Regions from separate parts of the Triticum aestivum genome. Here region 2 is linked to region 1. A link is a contact called in public Hi-C data. All regions are on one chromosome and are shown on one strand. The core of a region is the stretch at or near the end of the contact, and the rest is flanking DNA. Distances in the headings are between cores, read along the strand shown. Region 1 holds the start of LOC123181209 (glutamyl-tRNA reductase 1, chloroplastic). Region 2 holds the start of LOC123181212 (thylakoid lumenal 17.4 kDa protein, chloroplastic).

What was found. A called contact is a pair of places that touch in the nucleus more often than the background predicts.
Region 2: a contact with region 1 is called in a Hi-C map of leaf, with 4 times the contacts expected there. The contact joins the promoter of LOC123181212 here to the promoter of LOC123181209 in region 1. A contact is called at or near these places in 2 of 5 Hi-C or Micro-C datasets (both in leaf).

What each region holds. Positions count from the first base shown.
Region 1 is chr1D:239,420,046-239,422,953 of IWGSC CS RefSeq v2.1, reverse strand. It overlaps LOC123181209 (glutamyl-tRNA reductase 1, chloroplastic), which reads right to left and starts at 1,361. Exons shown (of 3, transcript XM_044593468.1): 1 at 816-1,361. The coding sequence starts at 1,029.
Region 2 is chr1D:239,765,258-239,768,571 of IWGSC CS RefSeq v2.1, reverse strand. It overlaps LOC123181212 (thylakoid lumenal 17.4 kDa protein, chloroplastic), which reads left to right and starts at 1,631. Exons shown (of 3, transcript XM_044593470.1): 1 at 1,631-1,954. The coding sequence starts at 1,739.

The DNA of each region.
Region 1 (2,908 bases), core at 112-2,611:
GCAATGTTCTATGGTGCTGAGTGTTGGCCGACTAAAAGGCGACATGTTCAACAGTTAGGTGTGGCGGAGATGCGTAAGTTGAGATGGATGTGTGGCCACATGAGGAAGGATCGAGTCCGGAATGACAATATACGAGATAAGAATTGGGGTAGCACCAATTTTGAGAGAATCTTGTCCAACATTGTCTGAGATGGTTTGGGCATATTCAGCGCAGGCCTCCAGAAGCTCCAGTGCATAGCAGACAGCTAAGGCGTGCGGAGAATGGCAAGAGAGGTTGGGGTAGATCGAATTTAACATGGGAGGAGTCCGTTAAGAGAGACCTGAAGGATTGGAGTATCACCAAAAAACTAGTTATGGACAGGGGTGCGTGGAAGCTTGCTATCCATGTGCCAGAGCAATGAGTTGGTCGCGAGATCTTATGGGTTTCGCCTCTAGCCTACCCCAACTTGTTTGGGACTAAAGGATTTGTTGTTGTTGTTGTATCGTCCTCCTAGTACAATTGTCTCTTATTCCGTAATGAGGTGTGAACACAACTAATTAGTAACGACAGATCAATAATCTGCAAAAATCCTACATGTGCGCACACCAATCAAAGCAAAACTGGGGGAGAACAATGCAGTTCTCTTTTCTAACTCTCCAAGGACTACCCACGAATTGGCACATACTGCACCAAAACTTGAGCCAGCTTCGGTTGCAAGCACACAGAGATCCCCTAATTCGCGCACCACCAAACCAAACCTGCACAACCTTTTACATCGCAGGGCTAGAGGAAGCGAACCAAGGGCGGCAAATTCGAGGAGGAGGAAGGGACTCACGGTCGGCGGAGATCTTGAACTGCTCGAGCGCGGTGATGCTGGCCAACTTGGACGCCGCCTGGGCATCCCCACCGGCGTCGCAGCGCACGACCCCGGACCGCCTCCGGCCGCCGGCGGCGACGACCCAGGGGCACGCGGCGGAGGACCCCCGGGCCTTGGCGCCGGCAGCGAATGCGCCCGCGGCGGCCGTGGCTGACGTCGCTCCCGCCATCATCGAGCAGACCCAACAACAACAAGAGCAGCAGCGGCCTTTCCCCCTCCTCAGCCCGGCCCACGAACCGTACGTAGGTAGATAGAAGATAGATACAAAACCGGAGAGAGACGAGAGAGCGCGGAGAGATCCTTATACGGCCGCTTCTCCCACCCTCCCCCTCTCTCCACCACCGGCCGGTGCGCGCCTTCTCCGAGGGAGGATGAGCCACCGCGTCTGCGAGGGAGAAGGAGAGGAGGGAGTCTGGCAGCTGCGCACCGGAGGTTAAGGGGGGAGGTGGCGTGCGGGGCCCGCGGGCAGTGGGAGCGGGCCGGGCGAGGCCTCGGGGTCGGGACGAATTTTCTAATGCGCGCGCGTGTTGGGTTCGGTGTGGGTGCGGGTTGGGTTGGGTTCGTAAGCCACATGCGTCGTGGAAGAGAATCCGGGAGGGGATGAGGGGCGTGTGCTGGCCTCCGCCTGCTGATTGGCTGCGGCACTATCCGCTCCCCTTATCGCTGCCGCATCCTTTGACGCCGCGGCGGATTGCTGGCGATGGAGATGGAGGGCTCCGCTCTCTCGTCAGTGGGGACACGGCGGATTCCTGGCGGGGTGGTGGTCGTGGTGGGCACACACACGGGTTCGCATGGCCGCCTCAAGCCCGCACCTGCGGGGTGATGGCCGAGCGTGTCGACGTGCTGGCCACACTCCAACCCCGGCGGTCACGATCCTGTGCGGCATATTCGGCGCCTCGCCTCGTCGGGTCCCCCGTATGGACCTGCATGCGGCTGTGTCGTCTACCCCTGCTCGTTTGTGGTGTGTGAATAGAGAGCTCCCGGTGACTGCAACTGACCATGCTTTTTTTTTTGAACATGCAAAGGCGCCTATGGCGCCAATTCATTAATTCATTCATACTGCAAACAGTTTACATTGAGAATTACAATTCCTTGTAATTGCATGTCTAAACACAATAATTTTAAAGGGCAACTGTCCTGAAGATGATCTGTATTATTACAAGAGAAATTAACTTGCTGATCTGTTATGTGGGTGAGTGCTATCTGAGCTAAATCATGTGCCTCTATGTTATTGAATCTTGAGATGTGAAAAACCTGAACTGAAGATGCATTTGTTGCTGCACAAAATTCTGCAAGTAATCCTCTAGCCTCCCAATGTCCTGGATCTGTTCTCGTCGATCTTGCAGCAGCTGCTTTCGCTAGCGATAAATTATCTGTGAGGAAGGTCGCATCTTTTATTTGCAACCTGACAAGTATGTTGGCTGCAAGTACTAAAGCTTGTGCTTCCGCTTGTATGGCTGATTCTGCATGATTGCCTGTAGCATATATTTGGACCTTCAGTTTTCTGCTTCCTTGATTTATGTGCATATAAACTCCCAGTCCAGTTCTTGTGTTGCTGGCATGTTGAACCTGATTCTTCCATTCCGCATCTGTGAAAATCCTATTTGTTGTTGTTATCTTTAATAAATCTACTGTTGTCCCTTGTGTATATGTACCTGTTATTTGCAATCCTTGATTCTCCTCCTTCTTATGTGATTGTTCCTGTATTTCCACTTCCTGTAACATGCAATTCGCTATGGCCTGAGCTGCATAAAAAATTTGTAGAAGAGAGCTTTCTTTTTTTTGAAACAATTTGTCGTTCCTTGATTTCCACATACACCACATGAAGGTAAATATGTTGCTCAAAGTGGCATGTGGATGATTTGAGTTAAGAATGTCTAAAATCATACTTGTCATGGAATTGCTATCCCGTAGGAAATCTTCTATTCTAATGTACCAGGGATGGACAAACCAGGCAGCCTTAGCAAAAGGGCAAAGAAAAAGAATGTGCTTTTCATCTTCTTCCGCTCCACACCTTGAACAAAATTTACTTATATGGGGTATGTATTTAC
Region 2 (3,314 bases), core at 382-2,881, 350 kb before region 1:
TGACAACACATGTCTATGGTCAGTAAACATAACCATCTTTCATTAACGAGCTAGTCAAGTAGAGGCATACTAGGAACACTCTGTTTTGTCTATGTATTCACACATGTACTAAGTTTCCGGTTAATACAATTCTAGCATGAATAATAAACATTTATCATGATATAAGGAAATATAAATAACAACTTTATTATTGCCTCTAGGGCATATTTTCTTCGCCCATTTCGTCCGCCGCCGTCCGTTTGGGTCGGCGCAGACAGAAAAGTCGGCCCAACGCGCCGACCCAAACGGACGCGCGTCCGCTTTCGTTCGCCTGCCGACCCATTCCCGAGCCATTTTTGAGCCGGATCTGCGTCGCCGCGGACACAAGACGGACGCGAGCGCGCTCGCCCTCTCTCCTCCCCGGGACCGCTGGTCGGTGGCACACCCTCGCCCGCCTGCTTCGTTGCCGACGCCGCCGGCCATTTTTTCGGATAGAAAAAGGATACATAGATAGTTTTAGCATAGACAGATCAAAGAAAAGATCAACTACTCGTCGTTTTCCGACTCCGACTCGGGAATGTCCTCCTTCGATGTCTGAATGTAGGCGTCAGCATACCGCTCGTCCTCGGAGTCCCAGGACGACGCTTCTCCTAGCTTCATGTTCAATTGAGCGGCCTGCTTCCGCGCACGCTTGTCCTCCCATAGGCGGCTCGCTCCGTCCTTCTCTCCTCCCTCTCCGTCCTCCTTTGCTTGTAGAATTGGCGCTCGCCGACGATGTCCTGCGGGACGTTCACACCACACCGCCATGGCTTCCACGTCCATCTCGTCAATGGCGAGGCGACGCTGCCGCCTCCGGTGGTCACGACGATCCTCGTTGGTGAAAAGCCGTGGGAGAGGCGTGAGATCATGCGCCCGCTGGCTCGTCGACACGTCGGGAAAATTCATCTCCCGACGAGGCTGCAGGAGGCGCCACGCCGCCGCGTCGTACGTGCGGGCCGCCTCCTCAGCGGTGTCGAAGGTGCCGAGAATGAGGCGTTTCTCGCCAAACCAGATCTCGGAGGAGAAGGCGCCGGAGCGGCGCTCGCGGACTCCACGTAGTCCGAAGCGCCCAGGCAGCGCATCGACATGGTGACGCAGAGGCGGCGAGGCTAGTGAGAGGGGGCGAGACGAGTGGGCGGCGGACAGAGTATGAAGGTAGCGCCTTCTTAATAACGAGCGCCGGCCACGGCGCGCCAAAACCAGCGCGCTGGAGCGCTAAAACCAACGCGCCGATTTCCCCCCACGCGCTGGAGCGCTAAAACCAGGGCGACGATATGGCCGCTGGCATGATCTATATGCGCGCGGTCATGAAATGGATCGACGAATTGGGCGCACTGCCGGTCTAAATCTAAAAGGGAACTAACACCGGGCAGGCGGCCGACCCAAACGCGTCCGTTTGGGACGGCCGTTGGAAGAACGAATCGGACGGGTGACGACCGAAATCAGTCGGTAGATTTGTGGCAGCCGCCTGTTCGATCAGTTTCTTAAACTACTGTTGGCCATTTTTACCAGTCTCGCCGGTCACGTGGGCCCGTGGTCGTCAAGCGGACGAGAGACGAAACCGGGATAAGCCTTGGGAGGATAAGAAAGTCTATGATCCCTTCTATCTCCCCCCTTCCCCGTCACCACGCCGCGCGCGCCGCACACGTACGTACAGACCCACCACCCCCTCTCTCTTCTCCTCTCAGCCACGCACCCGCTCTCCCCGCATTGCATTGACATGGTCTCGTCTTGCCTCGCCTCGCCGGCCACCGCGCGCGGCGGGTCTGCTCCACGTCTGCAGCTTCAGCCGAGGGGGTGCCGCGTGACGTGCTTGGCCGACGCGGGGGGAGCCGGGAGCGGCGGCCGCGCCAAGGCCGTGGGAGGGTTCGCGTGCGGCTTGCTCGCAGCCTGGGCCGTCGCGTCAGCCCCCAGCCCGGTCATCGCCGCCGGCCAGGTTGGTGGTTTCCTCCGTCTCCACCACGGGCATTGTGCGATTCGAATCATCTCCTTATTTATTGAGAGGAAATTTGTAGAACCCGACGACCGCTAGTCGCTGGCGCAAATAGACTCGCGTCGCGTTTTCCTAGGATTTGGTGGCAGATTAGGGGAAGTCGCCATTTCAGATGGAATTTTGATCTCTCTAAAATGATACCACCTTGGCTTATGCTCAAATTCCATAGTGGGAAATTTATTAGGTTTCACTTTTATTAGGACAATTGCTTTCTAAATACTGGGTTTAATTATCCATACAAATGGTACTCTTGAACAACTGTTGGAGGTTAGCGAAAGAATAGTGATAGTCTGAAGAGAAAATGGTATTGGTTTTGGAGAAAATAATAGTGGTTTAATTAACCTGAAGGTGAAGGCTTAAATAATTTTGAGTACTTTTTAGAAGGGAGGCTTAAGACGATCCCGACTTTTGATTAACGAAGCCATCAACCAGCCAGGGATTACACAGCACCAAGCAACATCGGCTGAAAGATACTCCCTACGTCTGGAAATACTTGTCGGAGAAATGAATGTATCTAGACGCATTTTAGTTCTAAATACATCCATTTTTACCCATTTCTACGAAAAGTATTTCCGGACGGAGGGAGTACAAGGGAGCTGACTGATCAGCTTAGAGCACAACACACACTACAAACAAACGAAGAAAAAACAGAGAGAGCACTGCGAGTAATGTCAAAGCCCGCTGCACTTTGGCACCAAAGAACAGATAAAAGCAGAAGAAGCTTCAAGGATCAGCTTGCAGTCTGAAAGAATTGTCTACAAGCCAGATTCATGGGACTGAAAACACCCAATCCAACAACTGCCTTCTCTATCGCCGAAGAGGAACCCCATCCCCTCGCCTAGGATCGAAGGCGCCGCACTGTCGGACCGTAGAGGCGCTCAACCAAGAGCTAGAACAGATGCTGGCCTTGAATCTAGAGCAGCCATTGTGCACAGCCATCTTCCGTGGGAAGCGCATGCACGCGTGCGCACACAGATACACACACCAGCCGCATCGCCGCCGCCCCTGGTCGACCGAAAACATAGGGAAAGCCACTGGGAAGAATCGTCAAAGAATGAAGCTGCAGAATCACATAGGCGCAGCTAGGAATATCTGAGTATTGAGGCACAGACGCACAGACCGCAGAACAAAGCTCAGGCATCCACAGCGCCAGCCACGTTGCTGCCACCGGGAAGGGAAACCCTATCTCCCTCCACCCAAGCTCGAAGGCGTCGCACTGGCGGGACACAGCCACGCTCCTGGCCACTGAAGAACACCACTCCAAAGATAAGTGGTGGACTTGCTGGACCTATGAACCTCCATT